Linked DNA regions of Mus musculus: regions 1, 2, 4 and 5 are each linked to region 3. Evidence: chromatin contacts called from public Hi-C, HiChIP or PLAC-seq and promoter capture Hi-C data. All regions are on one chromosome and are shown on one strand. The core of a region is the stretch at or near the end of the contact, and the rest is flanking DNA. Distances in the headings are between cores, read along the strand shown.

Region 1 (4,534 bases), core at 763-3,262, 660 kb after region 3:
TGTAATCCACATGCATTACCTGCTTTATGCTGCTCGCCAGTGCCCTTGGAATTCTGGGGATAAGAATGTCCAGCTGATCTGTTAGCAAAGAACACGCATAATGTAATCTGGCAGCCTCATAGCCACTGAGGACTGAATGTTTTGGGTTTTTTTTTTTCAAGACAGGGTTTCCCTGTGTAGCCCTGGCTGTCCTGGAACTCACTCTGTAGACCAGGCTGGCCTCGAACTCAGAAATACGCCTGCCTCTGCCTCCAGAGTGCTGGGATTAAAGACGTGCGGCACCACTCCCAGCTGGACTGGATGTCTGAAAACAGAGACAGCTGCACACGCTCTTGACTTTTTCCTGTTTCCATCAATGTCTTACCAAGTTTCTCCTCTAGATTGGCTACAAAAAAGAATACAGCTTTTTCTAAGTGAGTGGTCAGATTTTTAGCATACTAGGATGAACGTGTGAGTGTGTGTATGTTACTGGGAGATAGAACTCAGGGCTAACCAACACTATACAAGTGCTCTACTACCACCAAGCTGGATCCCTAGTCTAATATTTACTTTACCAGAAAGGACTTAGGTAAATCTGGTCTCATAGCGTCCTAGTCTAATTCTACAGTGAGATCAAGCCTGTAGTTTGCTTGGTTCCTGTACTTAGCCACATGATATCTTTCTTGTTCTTTAATAGAAGTAATTTCTGTCCTGGAAAGAACAATTACGTTGTGCTGGAACTAGTACGCTGGTTTGTTAATTGTTTCCAATCATGGATCTGGTCTTTTTACTTTTTTCAAAAAATGAAATTGATTCCTGTAGCCGGGTAGTGGTGGCACACGCCTTTAATCCCAGCACTCGGGAGGCAGAGGCAGGTGGATTTCTGAGTTCAGGCCAGCCTGGTCTACAGTGAGTTCCAGGACAGCCAGGGCTACACAGAGAAACCCTGTCTCGGGGAAAAAAAAAAAAAAGTCTTAGCACCAAATATATATTTACAATAAAATGTACATTTAATAATAATGTACTTAATAAACATAAATATATTTTTATTTCATGGCCACGGATTCAGATTCTACAAGAGCCATGATTGTGGGCCTAGTTGGATCCCAGTCATCCCGCCTCTTGATTTTTTTAAGGAAGGAGGCCAGGAGGGGGACAGGGAAGCATGGCATCCAGCTGTGATATCAGAAGTCAACTGTCCTCAGCCATCTAGGGGACAGTTAAAACCTTCCCAGGCCCGAGGCGGCTGGACCCTCGGCTCCCCGCCAGGTTAGGAGCCCGAAAGCTCAGTCTCTGTCCTGCTCCGAGGCCGCCTCGGCAGCCGAGCCCCGCTAGAGCCCGCTCCCCCCCCCCCCCCCCCCCCCCCCGTCTCGCGCCTCCTCGGCAGGGGTTCCCAAGGCCGCCTCACCCTTCACCGCCTTCCGTCCGGGCCAAGGCGGGCGGCCCCGCGACCCCGGGCCAACGGCTCGGCATCCCGTCCACACGCGTGCACCACACCGGCTCTGAGTCGGCGGCCTCCGGCTCTCCCCACTCCGACCCTGCTCAAGTGGCCGCCGGATGGTGCGGAGGAAGACCCGAGTTCCTGGAGCTGTAGACCCGAGGGCGGAGGAACCTCAGGTAACCAGGCTCCTGCGCCTGGGCATCTCTCGCTGACAAGGACGCGTCAGGGCAAATCCATCCACACGCACCCTAAAGCAAGTATTCCTTATCCACCTCAGTATTCTAGACCCTCAGAGGACCTGCAGACCTTCGGTTGTCACCCTATGTGTCAAACCCAAGCACCGGTGCTGCGGCCCGGGGGCGCGGAGCGTAATTCGCGATCCGCTATCACCTAGGCAACCGCCTTCGCCGGAGGCCCAACCGATAACGGCTCTCGGCTCTTTCTCTTTCTCTCTCTGCGCACGCGTGAACGAACTCGTGTCCCCGCCTCCTCTCTGAGCACGGCACGCGTTTCGGAAGGCATTTTGGCCCTGGGGACGCTCCGTAGTCTATGGTGTAGTAAATACCCGTGCTGAACGAGCGATCTGTGGTTGCGATTGGCTCCTACGCACATTCCCCGGAACGCCGTGGCTGTCGCGCGAAGGCTGAAGGGAGTGTGGCCGTCGGCTGTGTGTGAAACCCCCGGAGAGGCGGCATGCCTCGATATGCGCAGCTCGTCATGGGCCCCGCGGGCAGCGGGAAGGTGAGCCTGGAGGAGCTGCGGTGCGTGGGTGGCTGGGCTCCGGGGAAACCCTGGGTATACGGCTTCCTGCTCTCTGCTTGTACCTTGCTTTTTTTTTTTTTTTTGTTTGTCTGGGAGTGATAGCAGCTTTAATAGCTCTTGAGCGGCTTGAGAGAGGGCTGAGCGCTCAAGAGCTTGTTCTGTCCTCCCAAAAGACTTCAGTTCTGTCCAGCACCCAGACAGAGCTGCAGGACACCTTTGCTCCAGGAACTGCCCTGGTCGTTCCAGGTGTCTTCATATCCATTCTGTGTGCTTGATCCTATACCCATTCTACAGATTACAAACACAGAAAGGTTTATTTTGTTCAAAATCATACGCTTACTTAGGTCCGCCCCGGAATCTGAGTCTGGGTTGTTGGTCTTTTTGTTTTTTTGGTTTTTTTTCCCCTGTCTAATTCCAGACAAGGCCCCCTGCCACGCACCCAGTATGGGGTCTTTTCTTCCCTTTTTCTCAGAAGTTTGGAGTATGGGTTTCAGATAAGTTTGTAGATATGCACTGTTTGTGGGCATTTTTTTCTTTTTCCTTTGAGACAGGGTTTTTCTGTGTAGCCCTGGCTGTCCTGGAACTCACTCTGTAGACCAGGCTGGCCTTGAACTCAGAAATCCGCCTGCCTCAGCCTCCCACGTGCTGGGATTAAAGGCGTCTGCCACCACTGCCTGGCTCTAGTTTTTATATTTATTTTTTTTGTGTGATACAGTGTTTCTTTGTGTACATATTAAGAGAATGATGCTAAGGACACTTAAGCACAGTAGAAACGGCAATGGTGACATTTGAGGGATGCCTAGAGTCTATAGAGGTGTTTGTATCATTTTAATATTTAATAAATACAATATTCAGAGTACTAGAGATGGCTGTGTGACTCCACAGGGCCTGTCATCTGATCTGGAAGGTACACAGCTCACCTGTCAGTTACAGTGCATCTGTATGGTGGGGCTGTCCTAGGTAGAGAGAACAGGCTGTCAAAAGGAAGCGTGGAGCGTGGAGGAGGTCATTTCTGTAACCTACGTTAATTTGTAGACTGTGTTAAAGAAACATCCTGAGCCCACGCCCTGCATCTAGATCTGCAGCTCTGGTCTCATCGCCTTCCCAGGGTTTCCCTGGAGGTGCAGTTTGGCTTGGGTGGACACTGGCTCAGAGAGGGGAGAATTGTCTGGGCATGTGGAGGGCGGTACGCTACTGCCTTGGGTGCTAACCCCCCACCTTGTCACGTTACAGAGCACCTACTGTTCCACCATGGTTCAGCACTGTGAAGCCCTCAACCGATCTGTCCAGGTGGTCAACCTGGACCCGGCGGCAGAACACTTCAACTACCCTGTCATGGCCGGTAAGTCCCGGCAGGGCCACCTTCTTCAGGCACCGTAAAGCTCAGAAGGCACTGGAAGCCGGCTGCTCAGTTATTCACGTGCTCAGCCCCGGGGTGAGGAGGAGCAAGATGAGGCCACGGGCCATTTCATGGTGGTGTTTGTGGGTGTGGATGCCATGGCCTCCTTTTCTGGTCTTTGCTGGGAGACTCTAAGGTGAGCGGGCTCCTGCCTCCCTGCCTTTCCCTCTGGTCCCCTTGTTGCTTACTCTGGTGAGTTGGGGGTAAGATGGTTTGTCCACAGTAAATAGCACCTGTGCTGGCTTAAAAAAGGTGAGGCTCAGCCGGGCATGGTGGCACACGCCTTTAATCCCAGCACTTGGGAGGCAGAGGCAGGTGGATTTCTGAGTTCAAGGCCAGCCTGGTCTACAAAGTGAGTTCCAGGAAAGCCAGAGCTACACAGAGAAACCCTGTCTCGAAAAACCAGAAAATAAAAAAAATTTAAAAAGGTGAGGCTCAGGGCTGGGCTGGGGCTTGGTGGTGGAGTGCTTGCCTAGGGTATGTGAAGCCCTGGGTTTTACCCTCAGCACCACATAAAACCAAGTGAGGTAGTACACATTTGTCACCTCTGCTCAGTGAAACAAAACAAAGCTTTTTTTGTTTTTTAATTAAAAATAGTAATCCTCAAACAGAAGCTGCTCACTGAGATGACGGTGCAAATGTTTGAGCCATCAGCTATATACATACACACATACATACGTACATACATACAGACACACATACATACGTACATACATACAGACACACATACATACGTACATACATACAGACACACACATACGTACATACATACACACATACAGACAGACAGACAGACAGACATACGTACATGCATGCATACACACACATACATATATATGTACATACATACATACATCTCGGTACATTAAGTTCCGGGATGGATGACCTCACATGGGGAAGGAGTTTGGTTAGAGAAGGGGGACAGAGGCAGAGCCCTGAAGCTGTGCGTTCTC
Region 2 (4,716 bases), core at 1,613-4,112, 790 kb after region 3:
TAATCAACTCCATTTATCTTGTTTACAAATGAAACAACCACCTATTGGACAAAATTTTTAAAAATTAATCACAAAAAGATATTATATATAAGAAGTACAGAGTAAATAACTCAGCAGTATGCTGAATGGTCTCCTATGGGAATCTAATAAATTTTATTCAGTGAAAACCACAGGTGAAATTCTTACGAAATGAGCTAGCGAGTAAGGGGTACACAACACGTAGATGACAAACCAAAGTTTCAGGAGAAAATTCATGTATACAACTGCTCCTAAAAGTCCCCTTTGCTGCCAATTAACTATTATTTTAAAAATAGCTAAAAAATTAATCTTTCCTTTACCTGAATTCAGTAAGTTCTCTAAACAATCCTCTAAGCTAATGTTTTCATAGAGGCCATGACCACAGAACCCCTGGGTCAGACTTAAACGTGTGAATACATAATTGAAACCATACAGTTATCAGTTTTGTGAAACCTAAGACAAGTACTGTATGATTTTTCACTTCCTATCACAGTATAAGAATACAATGTTCTAAGAATAAAAATTGGCGTGTGTTATGAAGATTAAGAACATCTGCATACCATTATCACCATTTAAAAGAAACTATAAGGTCCACTGCCCAGGAAAAAAAAATCCTGGAGTAAAATGTTAATAACCTAGAACTACCCTTGCCGTCCCCATTAGCTTTTCTTAGGCAGGTCTCTCTCTGCATTTCTCTAGTTTCTTAGCAACCACACTGGCTCAAGCACATACAGAACAAGAAAGAAAGAAAGAAAAAAAAACAAACAAAAACCCCACCTTCACCTTTATTCCCTCTTTAATATTTAGAACCAAGAATACTGAACTTTGCTCTCTTACTCTAGGAATCACTCAAGACAGGGGTCCAGGTTAGATGCCACCCTAGAGGTCAGTGACCAAATTTGGTCAACAGTGGTGCCATCACTGCCGTCATCATTCTTGTCACTGTCAGGAACAACTGTCACCTTGCCACCACCAGGAAGGCAAAGCAACTGGAATATTCCTTTTGTACGATCTATTTACAGAGTGCCCAACATCATCGTAGTGTGATCTTACAACATGATAACAAATGGAAGAACCCCAACAGAAAAGGACTTAGAGTGAGGAACTTTCTGATACTAAAAACTGGTGAGACACAAGAATTCCAGAGACCCTGCGCAGTCAGGGGTCACCTCTCACTGCACTGTAACCTAAGCAAAACAGCTTCTATCATTTTCCCCCCTCTAATTCTTGAGTTATTTTGTTTGTTTGTTTTTAAACACGGAAACTCAATGGTAATTATTTATTTTCTGGTGTCCCAACGAAATTCTTTCAACTTTTATGGGGAGACAAAATAATTTTTTAAATACTTACGAAAGATATACATGCTGCCAGCAGTAAAATTCTAACTAGTAAGTCTTCAAACTGCTCAATCACAAGTTCCAGCAAGGTTTTTCCTGTTAGAAAAGGAAAGGAAAAAAAAAAAAAAAAAAAACAAACCATTTGTTTCAATTGTCCACATCAATCAGCCTGCACACATCATCTCTCCAAAATAACATGTTAATATTATTTACCTTCTTCAGCCGGCAATTCTAGAAGGCCGAAATTCGACAGCAACGTGTCAGGAGGAAAGCAGAAAGAAAAATGAAGATATTGTATTAGCGCTTTTATTAAAAACTGCTAAATTCACCACCATCGTTGTCTGAATGGCGGATATAGGTGTATGAACGTACAACAATCTGTCTCCACTTTGATACCCCGAGAAAATTATTCAGCCCTGGTAATCAGTGGCCTCGGAACTGCCCGTAAGCCCTCTCCGGCCTCCAGGACCATGCAGTCATTTCAGCTGGGTCATCACTTCTGCCAGATGTGCAACTTTGGGGAGCACAAGAAACGGTCCGAGGGTTTCTCAACAACATCGACGCCTCATAAATCCGCGGGGGACTCAGCCCAGCCGCAGGAACCTCCTCCCTCCTTCCCACTCCCTCTCCCCCCCCCCCAATCCGACTCGCTGAGCGCCGGCCGGGAAGGTCACCGGCTCGAGACCCCTAGAGGTCGGCGATGGCCCAGACCCGCGCGTGGACCGCCCGGCCTCTCGCAGCCGTCGGGCGCCGCGCCGAGCCAAGCCCCACGAGGTGGAGCCGGGTCAGCCATCTTCCTTGGCGCTCGGGCCCGCGCCGCGCCGCTGCAGCCCCGGCGCCCCGCACCTACCGTTGGAGCCCCATCTCTCCTTGAGCTTCTTGACCTGCTCCAAGCTCAGCCCCGTGCTCTCGTTGACCCCGAAGTGGCCCAGCACCTCCTCCACGGTCTTTGTGTGAGCGTTCTCCATGGCTGCGGGGGCCCCGGCCGGCCTCGCCTCGCGTCCCCGCGGCCTCCTCGCCTACCGCCTCGCACTCCGGCCGCGGGCTCGTGCCACCGCGGGCGCCCGGGCGCGGACAGCTGTCCCCTCCTTTTTCTTCTCCTCCTCCTCCTCCGCGGCGGCGGCGGCCGCTTCCGCCTGACCGGGGCGCTGAATCACCCGAGCCCCCTCCCCCAGAAACCGCCGCACGCGGCCCGGCCTCGCCGAGCCCGCCCGAGGGACTGCGAGCCTCCCGCCCCGCCGCGAGTGTGGGTCGCTTCAGCAGCTGCCAGCCGGCCGCGGGCAGCGCAGGCCCCGGGCGCTGCGCCGAGGAGACGGGGCGCAGATGAGGAGCGGCGCCGGGCCGAGCCCTCGGCGCCGGGAACCGCGAGGCAGGCGACGGGAGAGGAGCTGCGCGGCGCGCCGGCCCGAGCCCCTCAGCTCTGCACCCCCGACAGCGGCGGCGGAGGGAACTGCGGCGGAGGAGACGGGAGGTGGCGGCGTCGGGGACGGCTCCGCGGAGGCTGCTCTAATAGCATTTATCCGCCGCTGCCTCCCCTCTCGCCGCCGCCGCGGCATGTGGACGCCGCTCATTGGCCGAGAGAGCCCCCAGCGCGGCGCGGGCGGCGCGGCCCCGCCCCCTCCTCCGGCGCCCTCCCGCGCGCGCGCACCGCGCGCCCACGCCGCCAGCAGGCCCCGCCTCCTCCCGCGCGCCGCCCCCCAGGAACCCGGATCGAGGCCGCGCGCGGCGCCTGTGCGCGCGCACGGGGCCAGGGCCACCTCTGCGTCCACGCTGTGCTCGATGCGCTGCGGCCACCGGCGCGGGCGGAGGGTGAGCCTGACTTTTCCGGGGCCACGGCTTTTCCCGTATCGACCGCGCGCGGGGATAGAGCGCGGAGTTCACGGGTGGGCGCTCTGTGCTGGTTGCCCTGCCGCTGAGGTTGGGGACTGGCTGGGACCGCGCATTGGCAGGGAGGCTCGGGAACGCAGGGGGGCCGAGGCGCGCTCGCACTGGTGTCCTTGGCTTGCCTCCGCGTCCTGGGCAGCGCGAGCCGTGCTCTGCATCCTAATGTCTCCTTCAGAGCCCCCCTCAGCAACCAAGGGGAGGAATTCCGCAGTTCCCTTCCCACACAGCCAAAAGCGCTCATCTGTCGCCTCGGGAACACCGCATCCCACACCCCCAGCCGAAAGCCTCATCTCCATCGCACGCCAACACCAGCCCTTCCTTCCCCTGCGGGTTCTGTGCCCCGACAGGGAATCCCACTCTTGGGGGAGGAAGGAGGAAGTTTTATTTCGTTTTTAGTAGCTCACACAGCCTTTGACACACGTCTGCATAGAAGTCACAGGTTATGCTGTAGCAGCTATGCTAGGTGGCTTGGCTTTGGCTTCCAAATGATGGCTGCTATATAAGACTTCCACTTCCCCCAATGCGAGAGAAGGAGCCTTCAATCCCAAATCTATTCTTAAACCACAGATCATCTGTTGTTTCTGTGAGGTCTGTACAGAGCCTAGCATGCAAGGTAATTTTGCCAATATAAAGAGGCTATACGGAGCCCGCCTGTGATCCCACGAACAGAAGTGGAAGCCACGGGATCAAGAGTTCAAGGTCATGGACAGACACTGAAGGAGTTTAGGAGCAGTCTTCCACGTTGGACCTTGTCTAAAACATACAAAATAAATTTAAAAAGCAGAGGAATGTGGGAAGCCATACTTAACAGGGAGGAGGCCCTTTGCATTGAATTTGCAAATATCTTCACAAAATGCGGCTTCATGAAGGGCATAGATTGCAAAATAAAGCATTTCATCTTCTTGAGTGTTTAGCAACGCCACCCCCCCCCCCCAATCACTTGAGACGTCCCACAAGGCTCCGCCTCAAGACTTAAGATAGATTCCTTCAGCAGATGCAAATCATGGTGCTTTACCCGACTGAAAAAAAAAATCAAGTACGTCACTTCATTTAATTATTTCCAAGGAGTGGAGGCTGGCACGCAGTTCTGATTGATACTTGGAACAGGACCAACAGAACCCTACACGAAACAAACAAACAAAAATTCTAGTGTATAGCAATGCACTCCCTAGAAGCAAGGTGGAAACTGGTTAGGTCACAGCCTCTTCTGGAGGATCAGGTGACTGCCTGCGAGGTGGGGGGTGAGAGGGTGGGAGGGATGGAGAGCTGGTGGGTCTCCCTCCTAGCTGGATTCCAGTTCTGTCGTACCTACAGCAAGGGGCACTGAGAGTAGGAAGGTCATGACCTCTCTTAGTTTGTCTGTGATGCTCACTGGGTTTGGCTTTTGTTCTGTAGTCCCCTCCTTCAGGGGCTGGAGGTGCACCCTACAACACGGGTTCCCAGTTTTTCCCTCAGGCCATCTTCCTCCTTGTCCGGT
Region 3 (4,596 bases), core at 1,949-4,448:
GTAGAGAAAGATTTGGGAAGTCATCTGTTTATCTCTGGCCTATTTAAACACACACACACACAAGCATCAACATGCACAGTGCAGTTCAACTTGTTGATCTAAGCTCCAGGCCTCTGGTATTGCCAAATGAGACGTAGCAGAGGTTTCAGACATGGAGGTTTGACTAAGGTATGGCCGTTACCAAGTTCATTCACATGCCTCTTGCCTAGTACCTGTAAAATTTAATTTAGAACTTTACAGCTAGCTTTTCTTTTCTTTTCCATATAAGTATTTGTTTTGTGTTACATGTGTGTGGGTGTGCACCTGTGGCCAGCCAGCAGACAACTATAGTAGGAGCCTAGTCTCTTCTAACACATGGGTTCTGGGGCTTGAACTCAGGTCCTCAGGCCATTTCTTATTATACGTAGCTATCAGTGTCAGGAAGTCTTGTTCAAATTCTCTTCCCTTCCCAATGTGCTTGGCACTTGGCCTTAGCTGTTCGGTTGGTGTAAGTCTTTTCTTAGTCTTTTTCTCCCCTGTTTTCCTTTCGGTTATTTAAAAGCTTATCTTGGTGTTGGAGAGATCCCTCAACACTCAATGGTTAGTGTACTACTTGCTCTTCTAGAGGACCCAGGTTCAATTCCAAGCATCCATATGGTGGCTCACAACCACCAACTCCAGTTCCAGGGATTCAATGCCCTCTCCTGGTCTTTGCAGACACCAGGCACACACATGTTAACACCAAAATCCATACACATAAGAGTTAAACTGACTTGTTAAAAACAAAACAACTTTAAAGGGGCTAGAGAGATGGCTCAGTGGTTAATTTCATTGTCTGCTCTTCTAGAAGACAGGGTTCAATTCCTACCACCGACATGGCAACTCACATCTGTCTATAACTCAAATTTCCAGTGGATCTGACTCCCTCACACAGACCTATGTGCAGGCCAAACACCAATGCACATAAAATTAAAAAAAAAAAAAACCTTTAACATGAACTTACCGGTATTAGTATATATTTTACGAATTCATTTTCAATTTAGGAATCAGGTACTGTTTTTTTTTTTGGGGGGGGGGTTGGTGGTTGGAGACAGGGTTTGTCTGTCTAGCCATGGCTGTCTTGGAACTCACTCTGTAGACTAGGTTGGCCTAGAATTTAGAAATTCACCTGCCTCTGCCTCCCAAGTGCTGGGATTAAAGGCCTGCGCCACCACTGCCGGGCTCAAGTAATGTTTTAAACCCTAGATTTGTTACTTATTTTGGCTTCTTTTGGAAACAGTGTTTCACAGAGCTGGTAAAAATGTACTATGTAGTAGTAGCCAAGGTTGGCCTTGAACTCTTTTCCCTGTGACCTCTATCTCCCGAATGCTGGGATTCAAGGCTTTGCTTTCATGTCAGGCTTCTTCAGGGTCACTTTTTCAAGGACCACCACATCTAGGAAGGCTAACTTTCCCTCTCTCCATGTTCTTGGGAAATAACAATGACCTTTTAGAAAGTGTTCACCAAATATGACAATTTTTATTTGGGCTATGTAGGTTAATTGAATTTCAACTGGACTACTAGTAACTCTTATATACGTTCTAAGTTTTTCTTTTTAATTATTCACAGGTGGACCAGGGGTGTGGAGCTGGAGAGGCAATGCTATACTCCCTATCTAAAACTGACACCCCAGATCCATTTTTCTCTCTTTTTTTTTTAAAGTCATATTTATGGCCAGTCATGGTGAAGCAGGTCTTTGATCTCAGCAGGCAGGTGGATCTATGTGAGTTCCAGAACAGCCAGGGCTGTTACACAGAGAAACCCTGTCTCGGAAAAAACCAAACAAGAACAAAAACCACCACCGACAAGGTCATACTTATATTGCTTATATATGTGTGGCACAATCCAAGGGTGGAGGGCTGGGGACAATTCCAAGCATTTAAGTTTTCTTCTTCCACATGCCAGCTCCAGGGTTGAGAGTTAGGTGGTGAGCTTAGGCAGCCTGGGCCTTTACCTTCTGAGCTATCTGCTAGCTACTTAAAAAAAAAAAAATCCATGTAGACCAACAAGTCTGGAACTCAAGAGATCCAGTTGCCTGTCCAGAGCTGGGATTAAAGGCATGTGCCATAACCAGGGGTAACTCTTCATTGAATTGCCCCTTCTTGAGACTGGGTCTCTTGTAGCTTAGCCTGGCCTAGAATTCCCTCATGAAGGTGAAGATGACCTTGACTGTCTAATCCTCCTTCCATTTCCCAAGTGCTCGTACTACAGGCAAGAACACCATGCCTGCCTTTAATTCACTGGAATGACTTTAATAGGTTGAGGGTTTTTTTTTTTCCCTCGGCCCATCACCTTCTTAAGCAATTTCACTTAGAAAAGAAAGAAAAAAAAAAAAACCAATTTAAACTCATTTGAAAAAAGTTAACCATTTGTTTCCAATTTAATTACAACACCTTAAAAAAAAAAACGGACCAGTGTTTGGTGGCCTTCCCGAGTTAAAGTAAAAGTTTTTAAAAGGGGTCAAGGTCTAAAGTTGACATTCTTGGGAAAGTCTGTTTAGTCTTCACCGAGGGAGACCCCATCACCCAGTTCTACTACCAATCAGGTCCATTTCCCTTCGGGTCCCCTGAAGGAGGAACTAAGAAGTCCGAGCGAGCTAGGGGGAAAAAAAAAAAGAGGGTTCAAATGAAGGTCAGAGACCCAACAGTTCGCCGGGGTGAATAAAGTGGGGCAAAGTGAAGCAGCTGGCGGTGGCTTCTGAGGCGGCAAGCTTCCCCACGCTGGCAGGGCAAGTCGGCACGCAGTGGCACCTGGGGGCCTACTGTGTGCCAGGCCCCGATTGCAGGTCCCCGCCCCGAAGGTGCCCGCAGGCCATCCTCTAAGTTGTGATTTGGTGGGGTGGGGGTGGGGTGAAATCAAGGTCCTCCAAGGGGGTCGAGGACACCCGAGCAGCTCACGGCGCCCGTCCCCGAAGCAGATCCCGAAGTTCAGACCCGCCTTGGCGAGGGCGGATCCCTCCTGGCCCCCTCCACGGCCCTAGTTCGACCCCGGGGAGAGCGAACGCGGCCCAGCGCTGCGCCCCGCTCCTCACGTGTCCCTGATCGGCCCCCCGGGCCGTCTCACGTTCGACTTCCGCCTGACCCTTCCGACTTCCGGTAAAGAGTCCCCCCCCCCACCCCCGACACCTCCCCCGCCCCGGGTCTGTTTCGCATCTCCGCGCCCTCCAGGCCCGCGTCAACCCCGTCCGCGTCCGCCAGCCCGGGTCCCATGCGTTCGTCCACCGCCGCCGCTCAGCGGCCCGCGGCGGGGGACCCCGAGCCGCGCCGCCCGGCGGGCTGGGCCGCGCGGCGCTCGCTCCCGCGGACGGCGCGGCGCGGCGGGCGGGGCGGCGCGGTGGCGTATCCCTCCGCCGGCCCTCCCCCGCGCGGCCCCGGCGCCCCTCCCCGCGGGCCGCGCTCGCCACCCTGCGCCTCAGACTGTTTTGGTAGCAACGGCCACGGCGCGTCCCGGCCCGGCTCCCGGCGGCTGCTCGGTGTCTGCGGGCCTCCCCGCCCCTTCGTCGTTGTCCTGCTGCCTCTGGCCCCCGCGGCCACGCCGGCCCGCGCCTGCCCGCCCGGCGTCCGCGCGTCCCCGCCGCGCTCCGGCGTCTCCTCCTCGGCGCGCCCGGCACCCGGCTGTCCCCGCCCGGCGTGCGAGCCGGTGTATGGGCCGCTCACCATGTCGCTGAAGCCGCAGCCGCAGCCGCCCGCGCCCGCCACTGGCCGCAAGCCCGGCGGCGGCCTGCTCTCGTCGCCCGGCGCCGCGCCGGCCTCGGCCGCGGTGACCTCGGCTTCCGTGGTGCCGGCCCCGGCCGCGCCGGTGGCGTCTTCCTCGGCGGCCGCGGGCGGCGGGCGTCCCGGCCTGGGCAGGTGGGTGTCAGCTCCCCCAGCCCCCTCCGCGCCGGGCCGATCCCGCGCCGCTCGTCCCCTCCCCCGCCTCGCGCCCCGTGACCGGCCGGCTTCGCGATGTGCCGGGGGGCCCGCGGAGGGGCGGGAGGCGCCGGCAGATTCCTTCGGGCTTCTCGGGCCGTGTCCAGCCTCCCGCACCATCGCGTCCCCTCCCCCCAGACGGCCAAGATGGACGGCCCTGGCGGCCCCCTGCCCCTCCCGGGTGTGCCAGGGGCGATTGGTATCCCGCCCCACCCCCTTGCTGCGCCCCCCCCCCCGATAGAAGGGCGGCTGAGCCTGGGTGCGGGTCGCAGGGGGTGGGGGGATCCTCTCCTGAAATGAGCCTCTTTGCCGGGTGGGGAGTCGGGAGGGAGGAGGGGAGATTGAGGCCCAGCCGCCCCAGGTAGGGTCAAGCCGGGTGTCCTGCATATCTATCCCCCGCCCCGCAGACCCTGGGAAGGTGGGCGACGGAGGCGAGGTGGGTGCCAGCGGCCTAACGCACCCATCCCCCTTTAGATCTGGGGCGGCGGGGTTCCCGCAGCGGGCCGTTCTTCCCCTCCCCCCCCCCAACTGGGGAAGGGGTGGGAGTGCCCGGCTCCCTCCAGGCCCGCCTCCCTCCTTCCCCGCAAGGTCCCCTGCGCGCGGGTGGTGGCCGATCCGCATTGCTGTTCCTCGTCCGCGGAGCAGAAGGCGCCTTTGAATAGAGGTGGGC
Region 4 (4,431 bases), core at 732-3,231, 570 kb after region 3:
GTGTATATGTTTATGACACATACCAACACTGTAAATGAGATAAACTGGGCATGCTAGTGTGTGCTTATAAGGCTGGGCAATTGACCTGTAGAGGAAGGAGAAACAGGACTGAGTTCAAGTCAGCCTTAGGCAAACAGAAAGTTCAAGGTCAGCCTAAGTTATAGGAGATCCTGTCTTTACAACAAAATACTAGAGACTGGAGGGATAGCTCAGCAGTCAAGAGCACTGACTGCTCTTCTAGAGGACCTGGGTTGGATTCCCATCACCTATATGGCTGCTCACAACTGTCTGTAACTCCAGTTTTAAGAGATCGAATGCTCTCTTCTGAGGCCCCAGGGGCACTGCACACACATGACATAGGACACACATGTAGAAAAAACACATAAAATAAGAATAACTCACTCTGTAGACCAGACTGGCCTCGAACTCAGAAATCCACCTGCCTCTGCTTCCCAAGTGCTGGGATTAAAGGCGTGCGCCACCACTGCTCAGCTTAAAAAGTTCTCTTAAGAACAGTAATGACGGGCTGGAGAGATGGCTCAGTGGTTAAGAGCACCGACTGCTCTTCCGAAGATCCTGAGTTCAAATCCCAGCAACCACATGGTAGCTCACAACCATCCATAATGAGATCTGACGCCCTCTTCTGGTGTGTCTGAAGACAGTTACAGTGTACTTAGATATAATAATAAATAAATCTTAAAAAAAAAAAAAAAGAACAGTAATGACGATGATGATGATAAAGAGTCTTTGCTGTTACTCAACTGAAATAATTTCTTAGGGAAATAACTTACAATTGTTAATATTTGGGGAAGGCTGTTTGATCTTTGTTCAAATAGGCCAAGAGTTTTAGAAAAAATAAAATAGAAAGTGCCCCCTCTCTTCTTTATCTCCCTCTCTCTTCTTTCTTTCTTTCTCTCTCTTTCTCTCTCTCTTTCTTTCTTTCTTTCTTTCTTTCTTTCTTTCTTTCTTTCTTTCTTTCTTTCTTTCTTTCTTTTTTGAGACAGGGTGTCTATGTAACCTTAACTGACCTGTAACTCACTATGTAGATCAGGCTGGCCTCATGTTCACAGATCTGCCTACCTCTGCCTCCTAACTGCCAGGGATTAGAGCTATAGGCCATCATGCCTGACCCCTTCTTTCTGCCAAGGGATGACCCTCTTGAAAAGAGAAGGCAGCTGTGGCTGGAGAAAGAGGCCTCATCTTGGCAGTTCTCTCAGCCCTCCACAGTTTCTGAAGGCCTCCAAATCAGAGGCAGGAAAAAGACCTGCTTGGCCAGGTTGACTGTCAAACTTAGGATCTAGGGTACTAGATCTGGGGCTTTCAAGACACAGGAATAATGGAAATGTTAGGATTGCCGTTTCTCACCCAGTATACTAGATGGTGTAGAATCCCAATCTTGGTTTCTTACAGTTATGTAAAGGAATATATATAGAGAGAGGGTGTGTGTATGTGGTGTGTATGGAAGAAACTGTTAAACAAGATATAGTGGCACATAATTTGTAATCCTTGAACTTGAGAAGCTGTAGGCAAGATCAGAAGGAATCCAAGGCCAACCTTGGTGACAGAGCGAGTCTGAGGTCAGCCTGTGCTTGATGAAACTCTATCTCAAAAAAATCAGAAGAGGGAAAAAAAAAGGTGGTGAGAGAGAAAAAAAATCAAAACAGGACACCCATTCTAATTCCCCCCCAAAAAAAACCCCCAACAACCCAGTCTACCGGTCATTCTCAATAATTTACAGTCCTCTGGTAAATCTAACTCCTGGATCACAGGTAGCCAAGACCAAAGCGACTATAACTCTTAACTACGACTTCCAGGAGACACTGCGCCCACACCCTTTGCGCACGCTCGATTCCGGTGACTACATAGGGCTGCGAGTCCGAGGGGGCGGGGCTTGGACCTGAGCCGCGGAGAGGGGGCGGGGCCGGGGCGGGGTCGGAGAGGGGGCGGCGCTGCCGGCGCGGCCCGGAACACGCTAGTGGAGCGGAAGATGGCGGCGGCGGCGGCGGCTGCAGCCGGGACCCCAGTGTGGTTGAGGCGGAGGAGCCGCCGGCTCTGACCTCGCTCTGGCTCCAGTGCGTGCGGTAGAGCGTGTGCGAGGCCCCGTGCGGCGGGCAGGGGCGGCAGTGGCCAGTGCGCGCCGCCCTGAGGAACGCCCCGGCGGCGCGGCTGCGGCGGAGGAGAGAGCCGGCTCCGGGCCTCGGCGTCCTCCGGCGCCCCGGGCCCCGCGCCTCCTCGGGGGGGCGGCGGCGGCGATGTTCTCGGTCTTGTCGTATGGACGCCTGGTGGCCCGTGCCGTGCTCGGCGGCCTGTCGCAGACCGACCCCAGGGCGGGCGGCGGCGGCGGCGGCGGTGGTGGCAGCAGCGGCGACTACGGGTTGGTGACGGCGGGCTGCGGCTTCGGCAAGGACTTCCGTAAGGGCCTGCTCAAGAAGGGCGCGTGCTACGGGGACGACGCGTGTTTCGTGGCCCGCCACCGCTCGGCCGACGTCCTGGGTGAGTCCCCCGGCCCCAAGTCGGCCTCCTGGGGACTCCGGAGTGCGAGTCTTCCCTGCTTCCTCCGCTGAGCGCAGCGCAGCGCCTTGCCGAGCGCCCCGAGATGCGTTTTCTGCCTCACGATCCCTCCCTCCCCATCCCCACACTTTAGAAATGGGGAAACTGAGGGACAGAGCGGTGGAGCCACGTGCCCAAGGTCACCGCCTTGGGAATGTGTCCAGTCCGTCCCGGTGCAGAACCGCGCACTCTTCTTAGTCACAGCCCCCACGCGACCTCGTCCTCCTCGTTCGGCGACACCTGCAGGCTGCTAACCTCGCTTTGCCTCACTCCCTCCTCCCTCTTGGCGCCCCGGGAATCCCTGCTTCTTGGCGAGCTCCTGACGCCACGGCCCGGTCCCAGCTGCGGGATCCGGGAGCAGACCCGAAGACAGACGGCGGGGAGCCCACAGCCCCCCGTCGTGGGTTCTTCCCGCTGCCTGGACCGTCCTCGGATTGCCATCCTTTTCGGGAAGGGCCGTGGGGTTGTGGGTGGACTGCTGGCCTGGTTAGAAATTCTAGCAGTGCTTTCTCCCTAACCCAGCTTGTCTACTTGAGGTCACTTGGGGGTGGCAGAAAGGTCTCCTTGACCCAAAATAGAATGGCTGGACCTGCTTGTAGGCTGCAGCCAAAAAGGCTGTGAGACTCGGTCACAGCTTTTTAGGCCACAGGTGCTTCCTAAGATCTATCCCAGTTACTAGAGGAGAGAGAGAGAGAGAGAGGAGAGAGAGAGAAAGAGAGAGAGAGAGAGAGAGAGAGAGAGAGAGCTGTCCAAAGGCCTAAACAAATGCACAAGCTGTCAGAAACTTTACCTAGGGTATGCCCTTGGAGAGTTCCCTGTATGCCACTAAAGGTCTTTCAGTTCGGGAAGCTCTTCTTTTGATATTGAAGGACAGACTGTCATTGGCGCCTAGGTTCAAATGTCACGTTGGTTTCACTTCTCCAGTGACATTGAGTTTATGGTTACTTAAAAGCTTCATAGGCTTAGACAAAATATGGCATCGGAGCAAATAATAGTTTTTGTGACAGTAATTGTTTGCCGTTTTTTTTTTCTCCTTCTTTCTTTTTCGTGTGAACAGTGTCTTTGTAGCTCGTTTGCTGTTTAGTGCAGGCTGACCTTCAGCTCTTGCTGAAGATACAGGTGTGTGCCCAGCTCCCAGCTCTTGACATTTTCAAATCAGATAACCTTGTGAGTTTTGGTTTTGTCACATGGAGTGTTTGTAAGCATGATACCGGGGTTGGTTCTCATTTTAATTGATGAATAACCTCTTCATCTGTGTTGAGAAAAATCTTGTAGTATTTAGACCGCACTATTGGTACCAACCTTTCAGAGAGCCTCCCTAGGTTTGGAAGTATACAGATTCGCCGTGAAGTCTATTGAGAGGCTGCCGTTTGCGGCTTCTGCAAGTCACCTAGGCAGCCAGCAGCCCTTCGCTTGGGGAACTTAGGGTCTGTGCTGCCTTTGAAGTCACAGTGAGCCGTGGGTAGTATAGGCTGCTAACTTGCCACCCATGCATGAGGCCCTTGTTCAAGACCCAACACCACCAAAAAGATGTCAGGAGCTGCAGTCATACGGACAGGTTAAGCGATGATGAGCCAGGAAAGGTCGTTTTATAAAGCTGACTACAAGCTAGTTTTTTGGGCTTGATTTTATTTTTGTGAGAAATCTGTGGTTTGATTGATTGGCAGTAATAGTACTTTCTAGACCTGGGTCTGAGCATATCACATTGACAAATACCTGGAGTGAACCACTCTTAGGGTTTGTTTGTTTGTTTTTCGAGACAGGGTTTCTCTGTGTAGCCCTGGCTGTCCTGGAACTCACTTTGTAGATCAGGCTGGCCTCGAACTCAGAAATTCACCTGCCTCTGCCTCCCAAGTGCTGGGATTAAAGGCATGTGCCACC
Region 5 (4,711 bases), core at 264-2,763, 550 kb after region 3:
TTTGGGGAAGAGGGGCAATAATCTCAGGCTTCAAACAAAGAATTTTAGCCAAATGCTGACGGGATGTCATAGCATTCTTATTTGTATGAATGAATGGTTTCAAAATTTACAAAAAAAAAAAAACCAAAACAAAAAAACAAGCTCTAGAGATGGGAGGCAGGCTGGGAGGCCCACACCTGGGAATCTCAGCAACTGGGAGGCAGAGTCAGGAAGATGTCAGGTTACAGGCCAGTCTGGGTCACTTAGCAAACCTGTCAGGAACAAAGTTAGGAAAGAAGGCGAAGGCAGGAGACTGGAATGGTTCTAGAACAGGCTGGGGAGATGGCTCAGGAGTTAAAAGCACATACTGCTTGTATACAGGACCTAACTTCTGTTCCCAGGACCCAAGTCAGCCAGCTCTCAAACAAACTCCAGCTCCCCACTTCGGTTCTCCAAGGGCGCCAATATATATCCACCCCATCCTCACAAACATATACAAATATGCACACACAATTTAAAATACTTTTTTAAGATTTAGAAAAAATTCCCCCCGAAAGTGGTATAACGCTCTGGAAAGGCACGAAGGGAAAGGGGAGTTTTATTGATAAATGAAAAATGCTTTCTTAGTCCGAAAGACAAATTAGCTCCTCCTTGACTAGGTCCTCTCTAGCCATGGACAACTGCGCGTACTCACTAAAAGAACGCCATACTCCCTTCACTGGGATGGGTAAAAGGGAGAGAGCAATTAAGTCCACTACCTCATGTGTTTAAATTTACAACCACGAATTGTTGCCAAAGCTTCAAATTCCGAGCGGTAAGTAGATACGGATGAAACAGGTGTGTTTAATAACTCCATTTAGCTGGTAAAAAATGTCTAAAACGCACTTAATCACCCTGAAAATATCTGCTGGGCTCTCAGTAATCTAGACACAACTGGGATGCCCATGTCCGTGTGTCTGCGTGGAGAGGACGAAGATCCACTTAGCACTCTTTCTTCTACCAGTACTGCCTTCAACTCATTCTGTAGGTTTCTATCTAGTACCCCACTGCAGCCGTCTGCAATGATGCGGAAAAGGGAGTAACTGAGCCCCGCCCTCCGCATTTGTGTGCCAGAGATCCGATCTCCCCCTGAGGGTAACGACAGGGAGGCTGAGAAGGGGGTAACTTTGAGCTGGTGTACCCGCTCCAGGGGGGTCACCCCTTTGTACCCACCGTCCGTGACCGGGGTAGGCCTGGGGCCAGAGCGCTCCGGTGCCCTGGGAGTTCCCGGGGTCCTAGGCGACAGGGAGGGCTGCAGAGTGGTGGGGGTGGCCTTGGTGGAATTGAGATCCTCCTTCGTCACTGCTGGGGTGGCCGCAGCCGGGATGGCAATGACCTGGGTGCTCGAAGAGGTGTAGCAGTTTAGGAGCACCAGCAGGAGCGGCGGGAGACCCCGCGACCCCATGGCCTAGCAGAGTAGCCCGCGCCGGGGAGCTAGGCCCGTCTGTTGCCCGGGCAACAGTCACAGCCTAGCGCTAGGTATCACGGGAAAGGGCTCGCGAGGCCAAACTGGTCTGCGGAAGAAGGTGGGGCCTGAAGTCAGACCCGCGAATGGGGCGGGAGCTGGGCGAGGCTATAGGCGGGGCCTGGGCGGAATCGGAGAGGAGGGGCGGGGCCGGTGGGGGCGGGGTATGAGACAGCTCTTTCTAAGGAGCCCTCAGAAAATCGGAAGATGTAAACTTCTGTTGTGACACTTTGGGTGCTGCGTGGTTGTTTTTTTTTTTTTTTTTAAAAATGTAGATTCCCAGCTATAGCCTCACAGAATTCGGAGTCAGTCAAGACTAGGGCAGAGCCTAGAAGAGAGTATTTCTAATAAAAGACCCGCAGCGCATGTTTAGAAGTGACTTGGTTCCTTTAAGTTACATTGAATTTCTTACCCCATGTAACACTTTCTTTACTTTCTTTGCCTTTGGATACATCGCAGGAGGTCGCCAGAGCACTTCTGTCCACGGATTTATTTATGATAAGAGAAACAAAAGAATTCTTAACTTTTTGGTTCTTTTAGACGGGATCTCTCTGTGCCTGACTAATCTCGAACCCAAGGCAGCCCTATGTCAGTGCCTCATGCCAGGCATGCACCACCGCATCCAACCTCCATATCTGCCTTTATGATTATATCATTTGGAATGTTCTTCTCATCGTGTGTGTGTGTGTGTGTGTGTGTGTGTGTGTGTGTGTGTGTGTGTGTTTACTGGTAGGGGGAGGATGGGGGAGGAATTTGAGACAGGGTTTCTCTCTGTAGACCTGACTGTCCCAGAATGCACTCTGTGGACCAGTCTGGCCTCGAACTCGGAGAACCACCTGCCTCTGTCTCTCAGGTATTTTTTAAGGGTTAGTTATGTTTTGTTTTGTTTTGTTTTTTGTATATGGTGTTGTGTCTGTATGTATGTACACCAGCAGAGGGCATCAGATCCCATGAGACAGTCATAGACATGACATGAGCCACCAAGTGGTTGCTGGGAATTGAACTCAGGACCTCTGGAAGAGCAGCCCAAGCTCTTAACCGCTGAGCCATCTCTCCAGCCCTTCCTTAAGTCTTACAGCCCTGTGCTTCAAATCATTCTGTGAAAAGTTCTCAAAATCCTTTTATCCAGTCTCAAGCCTCAATGTAATTTTCTGACATTTGACTTCAAGGTGTAGACTGTTATCTGCTCATACATTTCGAAAGCCTTAGGGGACAGTGGGGACTCATTTGTTAGTTTCTTTCTTTCTTTCTTTCCATCATAATTCACTGAGTCCATCTAGGGGCTAGAGAGATGACTCAGCCATTAGGAGCCCTTGCTGCTTGGAGAAGACCAGGGTTTAGTTCTCAGCACCAGCATGGTGGCTTCTCACCTGTGTTACTCCAGCTCTAAAGGATATAAACCGGTCCTCTGGTCCCTGGGGGCACCTGCATGAGTGTGTGCACCCAAATAAAAGCACACATCTAAATGTGACGCTTCCATTATTCAAAACTGAATATATGAATATAAGCAATATAGTAGTCACCTATGCTGGAGTTTCTTCCCAGTCAACATTTTTGTTGGCAACAAGTAACAAGTTTACTGGGTGTAGAATTTGGTTTGGTTTTAGTTTTCAGTGGTTTTTAAAGATTGATTTATTATTATATGTAAGTACACTGTAGCTGTCTTCAGATGCTCCAGTAGAGGGCATCAGATCTCATTATGGGTGGTTGTGAGCCACCATGTGGTTGGTGGGATTTGAACACAGGACTTTTGGAAGAGCAGTCAGTGCTCCTACTGGCTGAGCCATCTCGCCAGCCCCTCAGTGGTTTTTAATGAAAGCCGTTCTAACAGGTATACTAGACTTTAAGTAGACCTGTATTTGCATTTCTCTTGGATACCCTTCCTAGAAGTACATTCTATGGTCTTGTGTGTAAGTTTATAAGAAACCGCCCAACCTTTCTCCAGAGCCACTCCCCAGTGTTCTTTCCCCACCAATAGAGTCTGACAACTCCAGTTTTGGATGCTCTTGAAACACTGGGAGGTTAGGCATGATCAACTCCACTTCCATTTTTGTTTGTGGCTAACTTGACAGGCTTGCGGTGGTGTCTCCTTGTCAGGTAAATTTGTTTGTTTGTTTGTTTGTTTGTTTGTTTCAAGTCAGGGTGTCTCCTGTAGCCCAAGCTGGCTTCAAACTCACTATGTAAATAAGAATGACTTTGAACTTCCGGTCTTCCCTCTCCTTCCTCCCAAGTGGGTGGGATGCAGGGTGCCTATCGCTGTACCCAGTACAGATGACCCTGGAGATCCAACCTAGCGCCTCATGCATCCGAGACAAGCACCATACCAACGGCACCATACCAAGGCACCATACCAAGGCAGGTTCCAGCCTTGGTTTTTTGTTGTTGTTGTTGGTTTTTTTTAGACAAAGTCTTACTGTGTATCCTCTGCCCCTTCCTGGCCAGCCTCCCCTAGTGTCAGAACTGCAGGTGTGTGCACCTTCAACCTAAATTGGCTCTTAATATCCCATCAACTGACGTGCGCTGACCCACTGACTTTGCAGTTACCAAAGCACACAGTCTGAGGCCAGGTGTAGTAGATACTTGAAACACTCAGCAGGGAAACAGCCCCAAGTTCAAGGCCACCCTGAGCTACATAGAAAGATCTTGTCTGAGAGAAAAACAGCAGGAAGGAAGGGAATGTGATTCTAGTACTCCGGAGATGATGGCGGGCAGGAAGATCAGGGGTTCAAAGTCAGCTTCAGCTGCCTAGCAAGGTTAAAGGTCTACATGGGATGGAAATCGGGCTTCAAAATGGAATTAAGCTACCCTTACCCCCCCACACACACCCCTTTGAGATCTGTTGCTCTTGCCTTCCCGACATCTGTTTGGAGTTCTGTGATGTAAACATGTTTTCACTGTTGTTTGGGGGACCTGCAGGAAGTTCCTCTTTCGGTCACCTCTTCTTGAAGCTCCATGGGGCCTCTTCAGTCGGCACTGCTGCTGCAGCCCGTGTTACAACACATGCACATTACCTATAACCCCAAGTTTACTGGAAAGAATAAACAGAGCTGGGAAGTGGTGGCGCACGCCTTTAAGCCCAGCACTTGGGAGGCAGAGGCAGGTGGATTTCTGAGTTCCAGGTCAGCCTGGTCTACAAAGTGAGTTCCAGGACAGCCAGGGCTACACAGAGAAACCCTGTCTCAGAAAAACAAAAACAAAATAAAAACAAAAGAATAGATAGAATTAAAT

Evidence for each region. Hi-C and Micro-C count contacts between places; a contact is called where the count stands out from the background. HiChIP or PLAC-seq counts read pairs in DNA pulled down with a chosen protein or histone mark. Capture Hi-C pulls out chosen DNA fragments and counts their contacts.
Region 1: a Hi-C map of brain shows a contact between it and region 3, with 6 times the contacts expected there. The contact joins the promoter of Gpn3 here to the promoter of Atxn2 in region 3. A contact is called at or near these places in 1 of 39 promoter capture datasets (cranial neural crest), 2 of 484 Hi-C or Micro-C datasets (CD4 T cells and brain), 1 of 115 datasets of contacts at active chromatin or transcription factors (embryonic stem cells) and 1 of 9 other capture datasets (embryonic stem cells).
Region 2: a contact with region 3 is called in an H3K4me3 HiChIP or PLAC-seq map of pro-B cells, with 2.9 times the contacts expected there. The contact joins the promoter of Atp2a2 here to the promoter of Atxn2 in region 3. A contact is called at or near these places in 1 of 39 promoter capture datasets (pre-B cells), 1 of 484 Hi-C or Micro-C datasets (embryonic stem cells) and 3 of 115 datasets of contacts at active chromatin or transcription factors (astrocytes, large pre-B cells and pro-B cells).
Region 4: a promoter capture Hi-C map of adipose tissue shows a contact between it and region 3. The contact joins the promoter of Pptc7 here to the promoter of Atxn2 in region 3. A contact is called at or near these places in 1 of 115 datasets of contacts at active chromatin or transcription factors (pancreatic cancer cells) and 1 of 9 other capture datasets (adipose tissue).
Region 5: a contact with region 3 is called in a promoter capture Hi-C map of pancreatic islet. The contact joins the promoter of Tctn1 here to the promoter of Atxn2 in region 3. A contact is called at or near these places in 2 of 115 datasets of contacts at active chromatin or transcription factors (astrocytes and embryonic forebrain) and 1 of 9 other capture datasets (pancreatic islet).

Annotation. Positions count from the first base shown.
Region 1 is chr5:122,370,496-122,375,029 of GRCm38.p6, forward strand. Gpn3 (GPN-loop GTPase 3) reads left to right here and starts at 2,013. Exons shown (of 8, transcript NM_024216.2): 1 at 2,013-2,161; 2 at 3,416-3,524. The coding sequence starts at 2,114. Fam216a (family with sequence similarity 216, member A) reads right to left here and starts at 1,847. Exons shown (of 7, transcript NM_026883.4): 1 at 1,388-1,847; 2 at 20-78. The coding sequence starts at 1,452.
Region 2 is chr5:122,499,363-122,504,078 of GRCm38.p6, forward strand. Atp2a2 (ATPase, Ca++ transporting, cardiac muscle, slow twitch 2) reads right to left here and starts at 2,863. Exons shown (of 20, transcript NM_001110140.3): 1 at 2,206-2,863; 2 at 1,569-1,586; 3 at 1,369-1,451. The coding sequence starts at 2,323.
Region 3 is chr5:121,708,411-121,713,006 of GRCm38.p6, forward strand. Atxn2 (ataxin 2) reads left to right here and starts at 3,199. Exons shown (of 25, transcript NM_009125.2): 1 at 3,199-3,866. The coding sequence starts at 3,226.
Region 4 is chr5:122,282,417-122,286,847 of GRCm38.p6, forward strand. Pptc7 (PTC7 protein phosphatase homolog) reads left to right here and starts at 1,982. Exons shown (of 6, transcript NM_177242.4): 1 at 1,982-2,493. The coding sequence starts at 2,253.
Region 5 is chr5:122,262,947-122,267,657 of GRCm38.p6, forward strand. It overlaps Tctn1 (tectonic family member 1), which reads right to left and starts at 1,514. Exons shown (of 14, transcript NM_001039153.3): 1 at 1,192-1,514. The coding sequence starts at 1,423.